Linked DNA regions of Sus scrofa: all the other regions are linked to region 4. A link is a contact called in public Hi-C and promoter capture Hi-C data. All regions are on one chromosome and are shown on one strand. Each heading gives the region's core, a stretch centred on a gene start, on an enhancer-like site or on the middle of the called end of the contact. The rest is flanking DNA. Distances are from core to core; before and after follow the strand shown.

Region 1 (3,415 bases), core at 595-3,094, 200 kb before region 4:
ATAGGTAAAAAAGCCATAAAAGTCTAAAATTAATTCCTGTAATCTAAAAGTCTAAAATTAATTCTTGTAGTAAATGTCCCTTCAAAAAGGGACATACATCACACCTGTGAGTTACAGAGATATAAATTCACAATTCGTTGTGATAAATGGAGAGACTGGTGGCTTTTCTGATGAATAACCCTCTCTCTCAATCAAATTCAAGACCATAAACATGGATTCTAATAACCGTATTTATGACTATGATTTTACAGATAAAAACCTGAAATCAATTAATATATTTCTAATTATTATATTTTCTGTCCTCCCACTGCATAAATCTATTCTGTTCTGTAAGGAGAGTTCAAAATCAAATTGTCAAATATTCATCCGAACTTATATTTTAAGCATTCTACAACCCACTGAAGTGGAAGTCTTTTGAAGCCTAAAAGTGTATATTTTCTACCTTTTATATTACAGCCGTACCTAATTTATTAAAATCACTTAAAACATCTAAGTGCCAAGCAATTCATATGAAAAAAAAAACAAAAAACTTTTTTTTTTTTTTTTGTCTTTTTAGGGCAGCACCCACAGCATATGGAGGTTCCCAGGCTAGGGGTCGAATCAGAGCTGTAGCTGCTGGCCTACATCACAACCTCAGCAACAATGGATCTGAGCCACATCTGCCACTTCCACCACAGCTCACAACAATGCTTAACCCACTGAGCAAGGCCAGGGATGGAATCTACATCCTCATGGATGCTAATCAGGTTCATTAACCACTGAGCCATGATGCAAATTCCTGAAAAAAAAAAAACTTTAAATGCTCTTAAGATCCAGTAAGACATATTCTACAAAGGGCAGCACTCAGAACAACCTTTAGAAAAATTACTGAAATGAGAATCTATGCATTTTGAGGTTGTCTGAGTAAGGAAAGTTAGGAAAAATTATTTACAACAGTGAAATCATGATATATTTGAACAAACCAAAAGAAAACAGAGTAAAAGAGCATGGTGTCCCTTTCTTACTACAAAAAAATACTTAACAAATGGAGTGTGGCTATTCTATTTGAAGTAATACTTCAATAATGAATAGCTGTTTTATAACAAACATTTTAATTGGAAAAAATATTTTAATATAATAACGGTGTTAAATAATACATTTGTGATAGGAACATATCTCCTTTTTATAATTCAATTGGTATTTCCACCAGAGAGATTTGAAATCCCAAATCTACCCCTTTCACATATGTATGGAAACCTGGAAGATACAGTTATCAATCAGGAATGTTAGACTCAAAAATTTAAGAGAAAAAAAACTTAAAAGAGAAAACATATTCCAAAACCAAAGTCTCTTATCAACAGTAACGACAAACAAAATTCTTTGGAACTAGTCTTGGATGTGAGAAAGAAGACAGGATACGAAAAAGACACTACGATAATGCCAACATTTCTTTGGGGAGAAAAGTGCTTCTCACATGACCTTCAACATAAATAGCCATCTGGATTTGAATTCCAAATTGTAGGGACCAAGGGAGCTGGAATAACACAGATTTGAACACAATTTAAATGAATATGTGAATACTTGGGTAAGATGTTATCATTCTAATTCAAAGAAAGAATATTTCTGGGTCAACCTGGCATATGAATGATCTCTCACACCTTTTCAAAATCTCCGTAGGCCTACTACAGGAGTATCAGGATAAATATATTCGATCTTGGTATATTTAACCTTCTAAGTCACTGCCTATCACAGATAATGAGATTTCATTTTCAAAAGAGAAAGAGGAAAAGAGACTTTGAGCTCCCTGGGGGCAGTGACCACACGAATCTGTCTTTATCTAAACATGAACAAGAGGACAGAGCAAGTAGATAACAACCACCTGCTCCGTAGAAAGATAAGGACACCTTGACCTGTAAAGATACACAAACACCCATTTACATCCCGAACAGAGTATAATCTTTTAGGCCATACATGGAAGTGAGGAATCCACTCTGTGACCATTATTACAACATTAACATTACTCATATCAAACATTAAGGTGCTGACACTTGACAAAAAGCTAGATCATGATGACCTGACAGTCACCACGCATAGCTCTATTTTCCTTTCCACTCCCTTTTGTAAAAGTGATCACTTATGAAAGCGTGCTATGCCCTGCCCAGCTTTGAAGTGACTTGTCAAGGTTCACACCAGGTAACTGTAAATTTTCTCATGGTGCTGCAGCATCTTGATCAGCTCCTCTGAAGGGTCCTTCACGGCTAGCAATACGAAGACATATTATTTCATAACAGCTTCTTAGATCAAAGGATTGACACAAGGAGTAGTCACCAGGGACCTCAAAAATAAAACAATAACAATAAAAGCAATCTCATCACCTCTTTACTGCTGCCTATCATTAATTGCCTTCACACAATATGAGAGGAGGGGCTTTTCCCCATGACCAGAGTTGTGATATATGCTTTTATGAGTTCATGCAAAAACTCCTGGAATGGTCAACTTGCCAAGCTTTCCATTTCTCCTCTCTGGTCTCCAGAGAGGAGTGAATGCCATGCCACTCACTGCAACACCTCAGCCAACCCGCATGACACAGCCTGCTGCATTCTTGCCAGAGAATATTTGCTCCATTTAGGAAATGATTTTGTAACTGGCTAGAAAGGTGGAGCTCTCACAGCATCATGGCGACAGACTGCACAAAAGCAAGGAACTCAGGAGAGCCTGTAGCACAGGGTTTCTCAACCTGGACACTACTGACATCAGGGGCCAGATAATTCCTTCTTGTGGGGGCCATGCTATGCATGCTAAGACACTGAACAGCATCCTGGGCTACTCAAGGTTCTAGAATAAGTCCCAACTAAAGTTAGAGTGATTTTAGGAATATTATTTAATCTTTCCTAGTTCCATTATCGCTTCACTTTTTTTCTGCCCCAGAATACCTGCCCCAGATATCCACATGGCTCAGTCTCTCATTATACGCAAATTCTTTTCCCAAATAGCACCTCATTAGAAGGCCTTTTCTGGCTTCCCCTTCTGAAATAGCACCTTTCTTCTTTTCATGTCTCTTGATGACCTTACCTTACTTTAGTTTTTATAGTATTATTTCATGAGATTACTTATTATTCTGTGCATGCTTCAGTGTCAGTCTTCACCAGGTAAAAAATTTTGTTTGTTTTGTTCTCTATTACAGCCCTGCTACCTAGAACTATGGCCAGGGTTCGATAAATACTCTTTCAGTGAATGATTCAATGAATTGCAGACTGGTGAGAAGAAGACACGCACACGCGCACACACACACACACACACACACACACACACACACACAAAACGCTCACTTTCAGTCCCTGATTTATTTAGCTAAAGATGCAAAACTTTGGCAGAAATCATGCTGAGGAGCTATAATTCCCTGAGACAAGCAAAAGGAAAGGAGGGCTACATGGGG
Region 2 (3,380 bases), core at 232-2,731, 130 kb before region 4:
CAATTTCTCAGATCAACTCATTTCAGTGACGGCATAACACTCTACATGACACAGACTTCTATTTTGTCATCACTGTGATTATCGGACTAATTTGTTCTCCATTTCTTTTTTTTTTTTTTTTTGCCTTTTCTAGGGCCGCTCCCGCGGCATATGGAGGTTCCCAGGCTAGGGGTCGAATCGGAGCTGTAGCTGCCGGCCTATACCACAGCCACAGCAATGCGGATCTGAGCCACGTCTGCGACCTACACCACAGCTCACGGCAACGCCAGATCCTTAACCCACTGAGCAAGGCCAGGGATTGAACCCGCAACTTCATGGTTCCTAGTCGGATTCGTTAACCACTGAGCCATGACGGGAACTCCCTGTTCTCCATTTCTTAAGAAAAGTATTCACCAAAAATAAACAGAAAGACTAAAATTTCTGATGCTACTTTCACCCACGCACACAGAAATGCCCCTGCCTGTAATTCACGTTTGCCCTTGCAGCTTCAGCTTTGGCACCTAAATTTCCAAGGACACAATGGCATGAGCATCCTATCACAGAAGTCCAGTTTTCCCAGCTGGGCAGTCACATCAGTCTCTCACTGTGTCTCATTCAATTCCAGTTTCCCTAGAAGAGACTGATTAGCTATTTTATTGGGATATTTTCCCAAAGCCCCCTCCAAAGTGAATTTCATCTAGGCCAGAGAGTCTATCTTTTAAACAGACCATCATAAATATGCATGTAGTCTTGTTGAAAATCCTTCCAGAGTTTCTCTAAGATCCAGTCACCAAACTATCGTGTTGTATGTGTGTGCGTGTGTGTACACACGTGTGAATGTATGCATAGTTATAACGCTTTATTATAGATGATGCCAGAGGACATTTACATGAATCATTTCCCCAAATAGGTAATTCCAATCATCAAATCACTTTTGGCTGGCATTAGGGATCTTTGTTACGGCAGCTCCAAATATGAATTGCAAAACATTTTCCCTAGGCTAATGGCAAATATAATTTCCACTCCTAGAACATAAAATGCAGAGTGATGGATTATTATGGTAAAAAGAGTCCTCAAACAGGAGTCAGGATGCCTGGGCTGAGAAAGGTTTGATTCACCAGCACGGGCTCTTTAACCAATCATTGCCAAACTCCTCAACCTCTGCCCTCTCTGTAAAGTGAAAGGTTACACCAGACCATGTTAGGCTATTTTCCCTGATGCACTAAGAAGCCAAGTAGAACAACAGTCCAGGAATTCAGCAGGCAAAAGTCGAGGTCAAGCCACCTAGGATTCTGCTACTGACAAGCCTCACACAAAATAACCTAGGGAAAAAAAAAAAAAGAAAGAAAGCTGGGATATGGCAATGTTTACCATTTACTAGGCAATGACCCAGAAACAGGAAAAGGACGCAGAATTTAAAGTAGCAGCTGACAAGGGCACTCAGAACTGAATTTTGCAAACATGAGTGTTAAGTCCTTTGGTATGGAAAATACCAGGGAGAGAGGCTGGGACACTGGCTCCTTTCTTTTACTGGAGTTGCCCACACCCCTCTCAGTGAGGAGCCAGATCAGATGGCTCCAATCTACCAAAGAGCTCCAGGACCCAGGGAAATGCCAAGAGCCTTCCCTACAGTACAGCTAATCACCAGCAAAGCTCAAGACCGCTTCCACAGCTGGTGGCCTCTGGGTCGCTGGAAAGATCCAGGTGGCCACAGGAAAGGGGCCTCTGATGAACTCATGCTTTATCTAGCTCTGATTCTTCAAAGATTCTCAGCTGGGAGGACCAATGCCTGGATACAGTCTAGGCTGCCACCTGGGGACATGCTTCCCAGGATGGTCAGCACACGGCCCCCCCCCCTTTTTTTTTTTTTTCGTTTTTTTTTTTTTTGGCCTGAGGTCAGAAAACAATTTTCCAGGACCATATAGGTCTAAATCCTGGTTTTTGCCTAATCTTCTGTAAATAATAAAAATCTGGCTGGAAACATAGATTACTCTGGGGGAGCCCTCCCTCTCTCTCTCTGGTGACAACATCTGCACCTGGCAATGCACTCTCCCTGACAACCACCTAAATGGGCCTCAGGTGGAGAAGGTGGTGTCAACCACGTCTCAGGAAGGTCAGACACCCATAAAAGAAGGGGCTCAGCAGACCACATCCCAAACCACGTAATTATCAAGTAGCTGTACTTAAATGACTTCTGCTCAGAAGCAGTTTGCAAAATCTGGGTACCCAATTTCACTTCTGGAAGCTCGTCTGAGCTTCCCACACCCCTCTCAACATAATGGCATGTGATTAAACTGTCTTATTCTGTTAGCCTTTTAGCAGACATGGAAACAAAAAAAGTCATAATCCTACCATAAAGCTGTCATAGTTTGAGGGCTATTTAACAAATTGATTTTCAGAAACGGAGCAGGTATTTCTGTATATTATATGCCACCCCCACAAATGTTTCTCTAAGTGAATGCAAATTGGCCTCTAAAGAATTTGTGTAATGTGTTAATGAAAAGATTTCTATGACCAATGAAGCTCTAAAGTCCTACTTAAGAAATAATGCACGCTTTCCTAACTTCTCATTCTTTTTCATACTTTTGTAGAAATATGAAAGTTAACCATTTCATTTTCTTTTCATCGCAATCACTCTATTTGGGAGAAAAAAACACCAACCAGTAACTTCCAAAAGGGACCCAAAGTCCCACTGTATAGCACAGGGAAATTTATTCAATATTTTGTAATAACCTATAAGGGAAAAGAATCTGAATATATATGTCTGAATATATCTGATATATATATATATGAATAACTGTGATGTACACTTGAAACTAATATATGGTAAAGCAACTATACTTCGATTAAAAAAAAACCAAAAAAACACGAAAAGACAATCCACAAAATGGGAGAAAATCTTTGCAAATGAATCAACTGATAAGGGATTAATCTCCAAAATTTATAAACACCTTCTGCAGCTCCATACCAAAAAAACAAACAACCCCATCAAAAAGTGGGCAGAAGATCTAAACAGACAGTTCTCCAAAGAAGACACACAGATGGCCAAAAAACACATGAAAAGATGTTCAACATCACTATTATTAGAGAAATGCATTATTAGAGAAATGCAAATCAAAACCACTCTGAGGTACCACCTTACACCAGCCAGAATGGCCATCATCCAAAAGTCTACAAATAAGAAGTGCTGGAGAGGGTGTGGAGAAAAAGGAACACTAGTACACTGTTGGTGGGATTGTCAATTGGTGCAACCACTGTGGAAAACTGTATGGAGATTCCTCAGAAAACTAAACATAGAACTACCGTTTGATCCAGCAATCCCACTCCTGGGCATCTATCCAGAGAAAACCATGACTCGCAAACACACATGTACTCCGATGTTCACTGCAGCACTATTTACA
Region 3 (3,450 bases), core at 233-2,732, 250 kb after region 4:
AAGGGAGGTTGCTATAAGAAGCAGCATTGTGGAGTTCTCTTGTGGCACAGTGGGTTAAGGACCTGGTGTTGTCAGCACAGCGGCTTGGGTCACAGCTCCACCGGGATTCAATCCTTGGCCTAAGAACTTCCACATGTGGTGGGTGTGGCAAAAAGAAAAGGCTGGGGTGGTGGAGAGAAGCAGCACTGTGCAGTAACAAGAGTCTGAAGCTATTTATGAGTTGTATGTCTTTCAAAAATTATTTAACTGTTATGCAATATTCAGTTGCATTTATTGCAAAATTAAGTTTGCTTCTCATCCTCCGCTAGATCAGGAGCATCTTAAAATTGGAAACTGAGAATGATTCAATGATTTATCTAGCACCTACATGGCACTGGGCACAGAATATATTGAGAGAATAATTTTGAATTTAAAAAGGGAGCAGGTGCAAGGGCCAGAGATGGGTTTAATTGATTTGCATCAAAGAAAGGGGGAAACAGAATAATTGATTCGATTACTCAAAATATACTTATGGAGTGCCCAATACACACACACACACACATATACATACAGTATATATAAAAATATATGGTATGGGTGTGTGTGTGTGTGTATATATATATATTATATATAAAACTTATATATAATATAAGTTTTTGGAGTTCCTGCCACTGGCACAGTGGGTTAAGAGTCCAACTGCAGTGGCTCAGATCTCTGTGGAGGTGCGGGTTGGATTCCCACCCAGCAGTGTGGGTTAAAGTATCCTGCTTTGCTTGGATTCCATCCTTGGCGGGAGAACTTGCATATGCTGCCGGTGTGGCCTTTAAAAAAATATATATCTCTATATATCTATATATATATCAATATATCTATATATACACACATAGAGTAATATATACATATATAAATGTATATTATACATATTATATATATTATTTATACTTCCAGGCGCTAGAAATATTGCAGTGACCAGAAAAAATCCCCATATCTGCCATAGATCTTTTATTCTAGGGCACAGGTGTGAAAGAGAAAAATAGCACAAAAAAAGGGAGAAGGGAAGGGACGGGGGAGCTTGTGGTACCATTTTAGGTAGGATGCCAGGGAAGGCCCAATGTAGTCATGAGCTGGATGAGCTTTCAGAGAGAAACATATGAAAGGCTTTAGGAATCAAGAACCATCCAGAGTGAGGAGAGGTAGTCAAAGGAAACCCAGACAGGAATAGTGAGGAGGAATAAGCTGGGAGGAAAGAAGGAAGCAAAAATGCAGCAATCATGTTACTTTTTACATGTGATAAAAAACAGATTGTGTGAATTATGACGAAATCCCTTTCCGAAGGAATTCTCTCCTCAGCCTCTCTCCTGAGTCAGTGTTTTCCATCCCTAAACAGAGATTTTGCCACTCTGGCTTCTGATTGGCCCGGTGTAGGCGCGCGCTCTGCGCCATTGGCCCTCCTACCTGTCTCGCTAGGAGTGGCCATCTTGAATCCCGTCCCTGCCGCGGGGCTGCCTGGGAATTGTAGTCCTTGTTGCGCTCTGTCCCGCGTCAGGACTTTTTGCCCTCTGCTCCCGAGCCCCTCAGGCAGCCACCCCCGTGGGCACACGCCCAGGAGCTGTTCCTGCCCCGCGCTCCCTCCCTCCACCTTTCACTTCCCAGCCGCAAACATCTCGGAAGGTAGGGGCGGGGGGCAAGCCGAAGTCGAACAACGTTTCTGTGGCGTGGGTTTGTGTTTCCAAGCGCGACGGGTCATTACTCCCGCGGCCCACTGGGGCGGGAACTGACTGGGTACACGCAGCTTGTTGGGAAGTGGTGGGGTTCTGTCTCGAGGACCCGCCCACCTCAGCCAAACCTTTTCACCGCCTGTTCCTGAGCACTGGCCCTAACCCTAATCGCCCCTCCTCCGCTGCATGTTATAAGTAGGTAAACTGAGGCATGGGGCCACACCATTGGTTCTTGGGACGTCCCGGCTCCCAGCTGATGGTGTAGTTGGCACTGACCATTTTAAATGGTTTTCACTTTCATTGTCAAGTACCAGAACTCTGCCCCAACAGATAGAGATATGCGTTAAACACGCAGCTCTGGGTCCCCATGGGAAATGGGGAGGGTTTGAACACGTGTCCAGGAGAGGACTCAAGCTGAGCACAGAGAAGGCAGTATTTTGGAAGAGAATTTTAATTTGTTATTTAAAAAGACACAAATTATGGTAAGAGAAATAAGCATTCTTTTGGACTTTCTTACGTCTATTTTATGGCTTACTGATGTTTTTATGAAAACGTGTTTTTTTTTTTTTTTTTTTTTAATTTTTTTTAAGGTATGTTCATGTGGGGGCAAAAAGGCCAGTTAGTGGAACTGGAGCTTATCTGCGGCTTTCTCTCTAGGATAAAATTCTGCCTCTGCTGTATGACCAGACACTCACAGTGCTTATCTAGGAAAAAAAAAAAAAAAAATGGTTAACGCTCCCTGCCCGAGTGCACAAGGTTGCCGCCAGGAGCTGAAATCTAAATGCAATCTTGCTTGTGAAAGTTTGTCACTTGCAAATTTACTGCTTTATTATTATGAGTCTCTCAGAAATGCGTTGGGCTTCAGCACTAAATACGGCCAGTAGTCGTTTCAGAAAGGCTGTGACCTGTGCTGGGACCGGGACTACCGAGAATGGCCTGGACTCGTACCTGTGAACTGGTCTACCTGAACTGGCCACTTCCTGGCTCCATTTTACCACCGGCGGCGGAGGCAGTGGAGGCTGCTGGGTCTTGGAGTCCAGGCCTCTTGTTTCCGGAGGGTAGAACTCCATCTCCCAGCGTGCCACTTTGCTTGGCGAGGTGTCTCCTGGGAGGTGAAGTCTCACTTCCAGTCGTTCTGTGGAGCACACCCTAGGCTTGGAACTACAACTTCCATGTGGCCCTGCGTTCTTGGCTGCCTGCGTCCACCTAAAGAGAGGTGTTTAGTAAAAGTATATTTTGGTTATTGTTGTCGTTTATTGTATACTCTCTTCCAAGTACTATGTAGAGGATTATTGCATATGTTTTTAAGTATGTTAGGGATTATGCATGTGTTCAACACTGCTGCCACTGGACAGTTGACAGATCCTGCTTACACTATCTCTTTTAATAAAATACTGCATCTCCCATTTGTAGGGGAAAAAACTTGAGAAGACAACATATGGTCATACACATAGTAATAAACTGTAATCTATACTTTATAAATAAATAGGTGTTATATTTAATTATTATAGTTTAATCCTTTAAAGAGCTATATGAGGGAAATAGCCATTTTCATATGCATTTTCCATAATAGAAAGCTAGGAAAGTTAAGCAATGTGTTTGTGGTGCTGGGATTAAGAATAACCCCTTGTCACTGCTGTGGCTCTGGCACAGGTTCCATCCCTGCCCCTGAAACTTCCCCATGATGTGGGCCTGGCCAAAAAAAGTAAGCAGCTTGTCCAAATTAACTTAGCTAGAGAGAGATTGTAACCCA
Region 4 (3,730 bases), core at 942-3,441:
CGCCAGGGGACAGGCGGCTGTGACCATCGGGGGGCATATTCCTTTTTTTTTCTGGATAACCCTCACCTCCGAGTATCTAGGAGCTGGTAGATGAGAAAGCAGAAAATAGGGGGGCGGGGGCCTCTTGTCCTTAGGAGAGTGAAAGATGGAAAACGAAATCGCCCCATTTTCCCCATCCCTTTTCCAATTAGGGCAGAGGGCTTGGCCTCCACTTCCCAGGAAGGGGCCGGACAGATTCAAGGGAGCTCGAGGCTGCAGCCAGGAGGGAGAAGGGGGCTGCAAGAGGGAAAATGTAGGCAGCTGGCCTCTGCCCTCCCGGAACAGAAAGAGAAAGGGGGTCGACCAGTGGAGGGCTGGAAGTCGAGGGTCGCAGAGCCGCACACTGCTACGTGCGGTGATTTATTATCTTCATCACTGATCAATACTGTTCCTGTCTTTACCCGAACAGAAAGGTGCGGGTCTGGGCTGCCAGCCGCGAACAGCCTGCAAAAGGGCAAAGATGAAGGTAGGTAGGGCGGGAGACGGAAAAAATCCGCCCCGGCGCGAATAGCAACCCAGTCGCCGACCCGCCCCCCACCACCCACACCCCCACCGAAGCTGTCCTGCCGACCAGAGTTGCGGGATAGAGGAGCCTCGGGCCCGGGCTAAGGGAGCCACGGATCTCCCTAAACCGTCTGCTCCCTGCCCTCCCACAACGGCCAGGGGCCCGGGCCCAAGAAAGCCCCTTTGCCGGAACCAAAGCGCAACCCGAGCCCCAGCCCCCGAGCCAGGGTCGCCCCTGACCCCTGGGACCGGAACGCAGGCTGTTCCCAACATCCCCGATTCTTCACGGCCAGCCTTCAGCTTCCACCGTCTGGGCACCAGCCTCCCCAAAGGGTCGGGGAGCAGCAAATCACGCCCCCCCATAAGCTCCTTCAAACCCCGTCTGAGCAAGGGGCGCACCCTGCGCCCCCCAAACCCACAAAGGCATCCTCCCCATTGCCCCGGTCTCAAAAACCCCAGAGCTCTAGCTCCCCCGAACAGCGGCGAATCAGCAGAATGAGTCTTCTTTTCTCCCGACTCCGGCCCCCTTAGGCCCCCCAAACCCGAGAGAAACACAGACTTCTGCGGCCCCCGGCCCCCTTCCCGGCCAGCCCCTACTTCCATCCTCCCCAACCGCCAGCCTCCCTAAATGCTGCCAGAGCCAGCGGAGCGTATCCCTCTCCCCTTCATGGGCGCCCGACCCCCCTCCACTCTCTCCGGGGTCCCGGGGACGGGTGCCTGAGCTCCGTGCCCCGGGAATAACTCCATATCCCCCGCGCGCGCCGGCCAGGGCCGCGTCCCTCGGCGGCCGGCACTCACCGGGGAAGCACACGACATAATGGAGCACGGAACTGGTGATTTTCAGGAACAAAATCCACCAACACGGTTCCAGTAACCTCCGCATGTCCGAAAACGCACATCGAAAAGAGGAAGGCAGGGGGGTGGTAAACTTGTTGAATAAGTTCTTGCCTCCGTGTGAGCCTCCAAGCCTGGGCTCTTCCCCTGCTCGCCCGCTCAACGGGCCCCCCGCTCTCGGCGGCCCAAGTCCCCCTGGAATCCGGGAAACCGCTGAGCGCCCCCCGGAAAAATCTCAAAAAGTGACCGGGAACGTGGAGCCACGCTGGGGACGATCCTCGGCGGAGAAGGGCTGTTTTCTGTTCAAATAGGAGCGAGCAGGGCGAGGAGTCGGCGCGCGGCGGCGATGCCCGGGGCCCGGGGCAGGCAGGGACTGAAGGCGGCGGCGGCGGCTAGCAGCCGAGGATCCCCAACTTGAATCGGCAGCGCAGCCCTAAAGCCGGCGGGCGGCGGCGGGGCTGAGCGCGGCACAGCGTCTCCGGGCTTCAGGCAGGCAGCTCCTTCCAGGGCCCCGGGAAGGAAGGAGGCATGTTTGCGAGCAGGGAAGGGGAGGGTAGTGGCAGGAGGAGCGAAGAGCCCCCCCAAAATAGAAACGGCTAGAGGAAACCAAGGAAAACACAAAGGATCTCAGAGGGGCGCTGGGGCGAGGGCGCCTTCAGTCCATGCTCCTGAAAGTTGTGGCTCCGGCGCGAGCTGGGGAGGATCGGGGAGCGCGGGGCTGGAAACTAGCCATGCCTCCATACAGGAAGTAACATGTGAGCATGGATCCTGGCAGAGACTTTAAAGCCGGCGAGCGAGCAGGGGGCGCGCGGCGGCGGTGGCGGCGGCGCGCGATCAAGGACGCGCGGAGACTGCGGGGACGCGCAGCGGGGCTGCCGGCAGCGGGCGCGCGCGCACCGCGCTCTTAAAGCAGCCACGCTCGGCTCCCGCCTCTGTGGGGTCCCACAGCCCACTTCTCTCCCCTCGCCAGGCCGGAGTGCTGTGGACTCGGCGGGGGCAGTTTGGGTGCCGAGGGCTGCTCTGGCTGGGTCTCGGAAAGCGGGAGAAGGGCAGCTGCTTCTAGGGGTCAGCGAGTCTTTGCCAGATTCCCGTTCAGCTAGCTCTTAAAGACGCCGCAGTTTGAGCGGCTTTGGCAGCTGTCCCCTGGACCCCGTCAGCGTTTTTCGCGGACGGGAGACTTGTAGGGGCCCAGGCTCGGGTTTGAAGAGAGGAGGGGGGCCGACGGCTGCCTTCATAGCGTGATGGGGTTTCGTGTTGGGTTTCCGCGCCTTGGTAGCGCCGCGGCGGGGCGCGCCCTGCTCACTCCTTGCTTGCGCCCCCCAGCCTGGCGAATTCCCCCGCTTTGGAAACAAAGCCGAATGGCCTTTGCACTCGGACTGAGCTTTGAGATTTAATTTTTTTCTTCATTTCTCTCTCTCTCTTTTCCTTTTCTTTTCCGCCTTCCATTGGCCATGTTCCCGACTGGGGAGAGGTGGGGGTGGGGAGGCATATCGATCCTAGGCTTTTGAAATCCTGTCCTTCCGAGTCCCACACCCCTTTTCCCGGCGCCACGATGGTTCGGTGGCAGAGTTTTCCCAACTCGCGGCTTCACAGGAGGAGGGAAGGTTCCCTTACTCCGGCCTGGTGGTGGAGAGGGTGCAGGAAGTGCGCCTCTTACCCCTGACTGGGTGAAAGCTGCGCCCCTGGGCAGGACCGATTTCCTGGCAGCTACTCGGGGAGCCGCAACCTCTTTAGCAATCGCGGAGAGGCGTGTGAGGGAAATGGGAGGACTGGGCTTATCTGTTAGAGTTTTGTCCCTTGGCTCTCGGTGAGAGAGATCTTTATCGCTAAGACTTCTAAGCGCCCTATTTTCCCCTCTTATGGCGGTGCTAAAAGTGGGGGAGGTGGGCTTTTGATTAAATGGGTAATTCAGCCAAAGTAATTAGCCATTTGTAATTTTTGCCTAATTTTTCTGCCTCAGTTTAAAAGCCATCTTGACTTGTTTTTATCATGCCCCTGCTGTTTCATCCCACCACGCAGGGTCCTCCACCCACCCAAACATCCCAACCGGATGCTAGGTTTTCAAATAATATACACATGTTCGAAATCCTCCCACAAGATGTGATTAGGGAAGTAGTTTTACACCCACACTTCCAAAAGAAAAACCTTTGAAAAGTTAAATTTGGGATTAGGGACTAATAAAAGCCAGGAAGTTCCTGGGGAGCCCTCCCCCTCCCATCTTTAGCAGAACGGAGTGAACACCCTGCCCCAGGGTGGGGAATGAGTTGAGTTTGTTTGTTTTGGAGTTTGGTCCTTCCTGGTTTTGTTGGAATCTTGATTCCCCCATAAATGCTTGAGAGGGTCAGTTTTCTTG

Evidence for each region. Promoter capture Hi-C pulls out the DNA fragments that hold promoters and counts their contacts. Hi-C and Micro-C count contacts between places; a contact is called where the count stands out from the background.
Region 1: a promoter capture Hi-C map of liver shows a contact between it and region 4, with 5 times the contacts expected there. The contact joins the enhancer-like site here to the promoter of PTPRG in region 4. A contact is called at or near these places in 1 of 5 promoter capture datasets (liver), 6 of 47 Hi-C or Micro-C datasets (embryonic fibroblasts, liver, psoas muscle and 1 more) and 1 of 2 datasets of contacts at active chromatin or transcription factors (skeletal muscle).
Region 2: a contact with region 4 is called in a Hi-C map of liver, with 6 times the contacts expected there. The contact joins the enhancer-like site here to the promoter of PTPRG in region 4. A contact is called at or near these places in 1 of 5 promoter capture datasets (liver), 6 of 47 Hi-C or Micro-C datasets (embryonic fibroblasts, liver, psoas muscle and 1 more) and 1 of 2 datasets of contacts at active chromatin or transcription factors (skeletal muscle).
Region 3: a contact with region 4 is called in a Hi-C map of brain, with 7 times the contacts expected there. The contact joins the promoter of FHIT here to the promoter of PTPRG in region 4. A contact is called at or near these places in 1 of 5 promoter capture datasets (liver), 3 of 47 Hi-C or Micro-C datasets (brain, fetal heart ventricle and heart right ventricle) and 1 of 2 datasets of contacts at active chromatin or transcription factors (skeletal muscle).

What each region holds. Positions count from the first base shown.
Region 1 is chr13:43,327,845-43,331,259 of Sscrofa11.1, reverse strand. The region is part of intron 3 of PTPRG (receptor-type tyrosine-protein phosphatase gamma); the gene reads right to left. Among named protein-coding and RNA genes, the nearest start is that of PTPRG, 200 kb to the right of the region's middle. Within about 2 kb of position 1,844, at least 2 of the 83 cell types and tissues checked have an H3K27ac peak or open chromatin away from gene starts, as enhancers often do. A contact at or near this core is called in liver, where this site is marked.
Region 2 is chr13:43,259,267-43,262,646 of Sscrofa11.1, reverse strand. All of the region lies in intron 2 of PTPRG (receptor-type tyrosine-protein phosphatase gamma), which reads right to left. Among named protein-coding and RNA genes, the nearest start is that of PTPRG, 130 kb to the right of the region's middle. Within about 2 kb of position 1,481, at least 15 of the 83 cell types and tissues checked have an H3K27ac peak or open chromatin away from gene starts, as enhancers often do. A contact at or near this core is called in liver, where this site is marked.
Region 3 is chr13:42,882,831-42,886,280 of Sscrofa11.1, reverse strand. It overlaps FHIT (bis(5'-adenosyl)-triphosphatase), which reads left to right and starts at 1,482. Exons shown (of 10, transcript XM_021070759.1): 1 at 1,482-1,650.
Region 4 is chr13:43,131,247-43,134,976 of Sscrofa11.1, reverse strand. PTPRG (receptor-type tyrosine-protein phosphatase gamma) reads right to left here and starts at 2,191. Exons shown (of 31, transcript XM_021070772.1): 1 at 1,342-2,191; 2 at 441-483. The coding sequence starts at 1,359.